Linked DNA regions of Zea mays: region 1 is linked to region 2. Evidence: chromatin contacts called from public Hi-C data. All regions are on one chromosome and are shown on one strand. Each heading gives the region's core, a stretch centred on a gene start, on an enhancer-like site or on the middle of the called end of the contact. The rest is flanking DNA. Distances are from core to core; before and after follow the strand shown.

Region 1 (3,673 bases), core at 346-2,845, 200 kb before region 2:
GCTACCAACATCTTGTGCTTTCTCTTCAGCATCCTCATTTCCTCTTACCGTAGTATCTGTATTTGCCTCCTCTGTAACACTGTCAGATATAGCACTACTTTCTGATGAATTTTCATTCTCTACCTTTGCTGGGCTTTCTGTTATTGTTGATGATATGGATGGTGCACCTGAAGTTCCTTTTGTTGGTCGCATGTGTACCACCTGTCTAATTTTTCATAAATACAAATATCAAATCTGTGCACAACAGAGGTTGTGTAAGGATTATAATAAATATGAAAGCAATTTGATCAGTGCACCTTCATTGTATATGTCTCATCATCTTCTTTGACAAGGAAAATTTCAAATAATGGAGTTCCTGAAGATGCAGTGACCAATTGCCTAAACAAAAACAAGTATTTTGTAAGTTGGAAGTGTACAATATATAGATGCTTGTCTGATGTTAATTTTTAAGATCAAGTTATAAACTTAGATAGGCACACCTTGGGTTGTAGCTCTTCGCCACATATCTCCCGACACCAGGGCTTATTCGTACAATTCTCCCGATGGAATCATCAGTGTCCTTAGCATATCCCACCCACCAACCTACCTGAAATGGAAATGGTTAGAATTCATCCCAACGGCAGTTCTAATGGGATCCCATCAAAAGAGTTTTTCCATATGAAAATGTATGGTTTTGAGCTGTTGACTATGGCTAGTGATAGTTGTCTTTACAAATACAAAAGGTCAAGGGGAACTATCATGGGCATGCTTTTTTACTAGGTTCATTACCATGTTAGCACAAGTTTAGTGATTTGCCAAAGATAGTTTGGTTAAGATGCATGCGCAACAAGTGACTTGAGAAGGCAAATAATTCTGCAATCAAAAGAAACGGAGAAAAATAATCAATGAAGAGTTGATAATTACCAAGCTGGTCCCAGCAAGCCTTGTCAACCTTGACGCGTCCTGGTACCGCTGTTCCTCTATAGCATTCTGCGAGAATGCAAGAGCACCCAGACAGAGCAGATGTAGTTAGAAAATCGTAATCTACAATGGTGGGGGAAAATATACATCTCAACTAAAAATGGATAACGAAACAGAATGTGAGGCAGCACAAAGCAGTTGCAGACCTTGAGCTCGGCCATGACGTGGGCTACAGCGTCGTTTCCGGTGGCCTCTATGATGTCCCTCTTGAGTTTGGCGGCCTCCGCGAAATCCTCGTTCTCCACCGCCTCCTCTAGCTGGAACTGCGCGGTCGGAAAAGGAGCGATCATCAGATTGGTTCGATTAGAAGTTATAACATGATGAAATGGCGATTACCTGGAGGAGGGATGCGTAGCTCTCCGCCTGGTCGACCTCGTCGAAGTGGCGGCTCCATCGGGTCCAATCCCAGGTGGAGGGCGACGACGCCGAGGAGGCGGCGGCGCAGAAGCAACAGCCGGCGGCGCGGCGGGCGGGGGTGGCCGATGGCGGGCGCACGGCAGAAGGCGGCGCGCGGCGTGCCGGAGCCGTGTTGAGGGGCGGACGCGCCGCCGCCCGCGTGGCGCACGCGGTGGCCGCGGTGGACATGGCGCTGGGTGCGGGTGGGTGGGTGGGTGCGGCCTGCGGGTCGCCGGGCGTGGGGGTGGGGCACAGCGGGCAGAGGGCTGGAAAGCACGCGATTCAGATAAGGATGACGGCCTCGGTTTGATTGGGAAGTGGCGAGCGAGCGAGGGGCGGGGTGGGTCCTAGGTGTGGCGATGGAGACGTGATCCCTTATTTCTCGTGGTAAATTTTTTTATTAGGACTTGTTCGGTTAGCTCTCAATTCATGTGCATTGAGTAGGATTGGAGGGGTTTAAATCCCAAACAAATCAAACTTATTCTTAATTTTTTCTCATCTCAATCAATCCATATGTATTAGGAATAACCGAACAAGGCCTTAGGTGATGGAGACGAAGAAGTTTCTTCCCACCAAAATGCAAATGGGAAATATTCTTCCCCAATCTATACTATCTATTAAAAGACTAATGTAGACCAGATTCATGCCCCCACCTCACCCTCTGGGTACATGCAAGCATCTGCATACATGCAAGCTCCGTCCTCTGCGTACATGCAAGCCCCCGCGCATGCAACGAATACAACTAAAGCTGCGCATGCAACCGTGCATGCAAATGTCACCACTACATGCAAAACCTGCATGTGCACAAGCGTGAATGCAAAGCCTGTTGCGCATGTGTTTGATACCTGGTAGGAATTATATGTTACAAATAAATGCGCTAATCAGCACATGTGTTTGGACAGTTTCAAGGAACTAAACGGTAAAAATAAGATAAAATATATGTAAATCGGATTTGAACCATGGTTATTTGCTTTAAACTCACGTTCACATCCACCTAGCCACCAGACCACACATTTTTTTATTTTAAACTCTATACTCAAATATAATATAGAGACTTTTATGAAAAATAGGGGGAAATAAAACCAGGTTATCCTCAGGCCAACCATGATACTTTTTACGTGAATTTGCTACCTCGATGATCTGTATACTTTTCTTTGCATTTAATATCAGATATAACTATGACAACTAATTTTTAGTCGTTTTGGACCAAAAAATATAGATTGGTCAAGTCGTTTAGTAAAGCAACATATCCCACATACTTGCAAATTGTTTTCACATCTTAATGAAATATATATCCGTATGCAAATTAGAAAAAGTTAATTTTTAGAATAGTTCATAGCCATCAGTTCAGAACTTAATGCGAAAGAATGTTGGCTCTATGTCTGCTTATGCGAAAGAATGTTGTCTCTTCCCTTTCCTATAGGAGGGTGAAATAAGTTTTACCAGCAGCGTCGTACCGGAGGTGCCAGTAGCCTTAGTGTACCAGTCGTTCCTCAAAATGGACTCACTGGCAGCAAAATGTTCTCTAATGAGTTGACTCGCGTGCTCGACTGGGATTGTACTTTGTCTCTTCTGTCAACTGAGCTATGGTGAATTCTATCGACATCAACGTTAGCACGATGGTTCGCCCAACTGAGCATGTCCCCGGTCCACAAAACTATGTAGTTGAGAACCTCACATGTAGATTCATATTAGTTAGCAGTTTGATTGAACAAACTAACACAATTGTTCGATCTATATATGCAAAAGATGGCACTGATTGTTTGATCTAAATGTTGTGAGATACTCTCCAATAAAAATTACATGGTTGCCTCATGGTCTATTGAGAGCACCTAGAGGGGGGGGGTGAATAGGTGATCCTGTAAAACTTAAAACTTAACACCACAAACTTGATTAAGAGTTAGAACAATGAAATCAAGTGAGTAGAAAGGAGAGCTCTTGTGAAGCACAATAGACACAATAAGGACAAGCACAAGAGACACGAGGATTTATCTCGTGGTTCGGCCAAGTACAAAACTTGCCTACTCCACGTTGTGGCGTCCCAACGGACGAGAGTTGCACTCAACTCCTCTCAAGTGATCCAATGATCAACTTGAATACCACGGTGTTCTTCTTTACTTTACTTTTTCCCGTTTGCGAGGAATCTCCACAACTTGGAGTCTCTCGCCCTTATAATAAGAATCACAATGAAGCACTAGAGTAAGGGAGAGAAGCAACACACTCAAATCCACAGCAAATACGCACACACAAGACCAAGACTTGAGCTCAAAAGAGTATCACAAGGTTCTCACTAGAACGGAGCTCAAATCACTAAGAA
Region 2 (3,297 bases), core at 200-2,699:
ATGTGGGTCACTGAAGGTCCTCATGGTTGGGGCTACCTGGCCCTAGAAGTCAGCGAGGGTACGCCTAAGACTGTACGCGGGGGCATATCGCCGTGTCTGATAGGGACTTTTCAGCACCCCTCGGTATGCCGCACTCGTGGCCCGGACGTGGTTAGGTGGTGACATGTCTTGTCGTGCTGATGTGGGTTAGTAGTATTGGACCGACCCTTCTGCCTTGCTGAGTTGCTCGATTAGGACTTGGTCGACCGCTCCATCTCGTAGGATTGCTCGGTAGAGGCTTGGTCGTTCGCTCCGCCTCGCATGGTTTCTCAGCAGAGATCTGGTCGGGTGCTCCGCCTCATAGGTTTGTTCGGCAATGACCTGGTCGGGCACTCCGTCTCGTAGATTTGCTTGGCAGAGACCTGGTTGGGCGCTCCGCCTCGCAGGGTTGCTCAACAAAGGCCTAGTTGGGCGCTCCGCCTCGCAGAGTTGCTCGGTTGAGGCTTGGTCGGTCGCTCTGCCTACCCGATCGACAAGTGGCCCATTAAGAGGCCTTAGGCCTACTTCGGGTACCCGGTTCCTGGGTACCTGACATTATCATTTGGAGAGTCATTTCAATCTCCAACAACCTTTCTGTATCTTATTTGTACTCTAGAGAGTTATTCATGTTTTCTATATTTGACTAGCGAGAAACCCGGAATAGAAGATGACTATATTTGGATAGCCATTTAAATAAGTTGTTGGAAGGTATTTTTGTACAAAAATCTCTATTTATATAGATTAGGAAGGATATAAAGAGCCTCTTAGAGCTGATCTAATAGTTCAACTATTAACTATTTTTTAGTAAATTAGCTAATAGTTAGCTAGCTATTTGTTTGAGCATCTTCAATAACACCTCAAACTGGTGCCTCAAATTGAAATATAGGGCTCTATGCAGAAAAAACTACTCCAACGGTGACTCATTTTATAAAATTTAATCAAAAAATTATGGGGCACCTTCTCAAATGTCTTAAATATACTACACCGTAGTGGTCTGTCATATACTCTAGATTTGAGATTTTATTGTTGGAGCAGAATATTTTGTTGGTGCCCTAATTCCTATAAAATATACTTATTCTTAAATTCTAAGACATTTTTAGCTAATTTTACTAGCGATTTTTAGCCAACTAACAATTAACTCTAATGCATTCTAGATAATAATTACTCTTTATTTAAATATAATCTAGACTAGGCGCTATTTTGGACAGTACCACTACTTTTGAACGTAGAACTGGTTTCTAGTGCTACAAAATCATTTAAATTCTTATATGTCTTTTGTCCAGTCAGTCATGTGACACTTTTCTTTTCTCAGATGACATAAATTCTAATCTACCGCTAGTACTAATATGGTATTTTCTTCCCGAGCAGCATACGTGCGTATGCACGCGTTTCTAGTACAAAAGAAAAAGAAGAAAAGGAAAAAAAGAAATCGCAAAAGAAACGTGTGAAAAAAACGGCCCAGAAGACGATTTCATCGGGCCGGAAAACCTGACTGGGTCGGCCGCCCGCCAGCCCGCCCGCCTCATCCCCTTCCGTTCACGGTTCACCCACGTGCGTTTCTGTCGGCTCGGCTCTTGCACCCCCTTTTGCTCTCCGCCGCCTGGTGCTTCGCCCCCCTCGCTCTCCGACGACTGGTGGGCCGCCGGCGCCGGTGCCGCCCTACGGCAGTTGGGCCTTCGTTGGCCTCTTCGCCGGCCTTTTCGCCGGTGACGAGCAGCCACTAGGTATTCTCATCCCTTCCTGCTGTGCGAAGCCGAGCATCAAACCCTAACCTAAAGCTATTTGGCTATGATAGCGAGTAATTTTGTTTGCACGTGTTTTTGGGCGGGTTTGGTCACCAATGTCTGGTCTTTTGGTTGTTGAAGGTGTTTGGAGCATGAGACAGGTGGTGCTTCCAAACCTAGATTTCATTTTGCTCCATGGTGCTGCCAATTAGTAGCCACGAGTCCGTTTCTGGTTTGGTTAGGTTTCTCTAAGACCCTTCAGGAATCAATCAGCAAAGCTTTGAGATATGTGCTGGTCTCCTTCTGGAGACATGCATCTCTTTCCAGATGGAGGGTGCCTGTGCTACTGGGGCCACAGATGTTATTGTGTGCATTCCGCACTCGTAGCTGAATATTTATAAGTGTTTGACTGTTAGTGGCTGATTGCAAGAATGTCCATGTATATTTGATAACTAAGGGTTTCCCCTTTGATGCAGACAGAAAGAAGTCTTTCTAATCATTAGTCAAGATCTAAAGGGTCCGTTTGGTTCATCTTTTTTCTGACCAGCTTTTCTGAGAATCTGGCTGTGGGGAGAATCTGACTGTGTAGAGAATCTGAGTATCATTAAGATTACATGCGAAGGAAGATAAAGATGCCCATAGGGCTCAGGATCTAGAAAGTAACGGATTCCTACTATTAAAACGACTCAATCGATTATGTGTTTATGTTGATTTTGAATGGTTTTTACCCAAACGAATTTTATAGAAGCTGGCTGAAAAGCTGAGCGTTTGGTAGTCCGCAGCAGCTTTTGGTGGCTAGAAGCTGCAAAAAGCTGAAATAAACAGGGGCAAAGTCCTCTCCATATATATCAAATGAGCGAAAGCTACTCTGTGTTTTTAACATCCCTCCTCTCTTGGCACCGTAGACTTAGTTGTATAAATTAAAAACTGATTCTAATAAGAGCTACATATCTTTGGCCAAAAGGGGCAAAAATAATTGTAATACGAGCAGGCGACGTCGGTCGGCCGTCGGCGCGGATCGATGCAGGCGCGTGACGGACATGAGGACGGAGCTTCGTGAGCCGGCGGCGCGGGCCTGGCGTGAGGGCGAAGCTGAGCTGACGGCGCGGCTGGGCACCAGGCGACGGCAGCAGGCCTTGTGTACTGGCGGCGCCGCGCAGCTGGGCTCTGGAGGCGCTGCGACGGCTGGGAAAGGGAAACTGAGTAGGCTGTTGGGAGTGGCGAGAGAGTGAGATGGGTTGTTGGGCTCAATTTCTAAGACTGGGCCGGGCCAAATGTCACAGGGTAGGGATAAAACGCTCGAAACGTGACGTTTCACTAGAAATAGCGTTTAAATGCTAAAACGTTACGTTTAAACGTCATAGAACGACATTTTACGACGAATTCTAAAACGTTCCGACGTTTCACTACCCTGATAGCGTTTTATCGTTTAAACAGCATTTAAATGTCGTTTTAATAACCATGATTTTTAGTAATGAATCTGATGTTTATATTATGATGGCTATCTGAAATTGTTTTGCATTTCTTTTATTGTAGAAAAAACTTTCTTACCATA

What was found. A called contact is a pair of places that touch in the nucleus more often than the background predicts.
Region 1: a contact with region 2 is called in a Hi-C map of leaf, with 4 times the contacts expected there. The contact joins the promoter of LOC100279768 here to the promoter of LOC103634728 in region 2. A contact is called at or near these places in 5 of 25 Hi-C or Micro-C datasets (bundle sheath, ear, leaf and 1 more).

Annotation. Positions count from the first base shown.
Region 1 is chr8:8,387,611-8,391,283 of Zm-B73-REFERENCE-NAM-5.0, reverse strand. It overlaps LOC100279768 (Protein EXECUTER 2 chloroplastic), which reads right to left and starts at 1,595. Exons shown (of 11, transcript NM_001152726.1): 1 at 1,297-1,595; 2 at 1,107-1,223; 3 at 904-969; 4 at 480-586; 5 at 297-378; 6 at 1-201. The coding sequence starts at 1,545.
Region 2 is chr8:8,184,279-8,187,575 of Zm-B73-REFERENCE-NAM-5.0, reverse strand. LOC103634728 (DNAJ heat shock N-terminal domain-containing protein) reads left to right here and starts at 1,449. Exons shown (of 3, transcript XM_008657312.3): 1 at 1,449-1,742.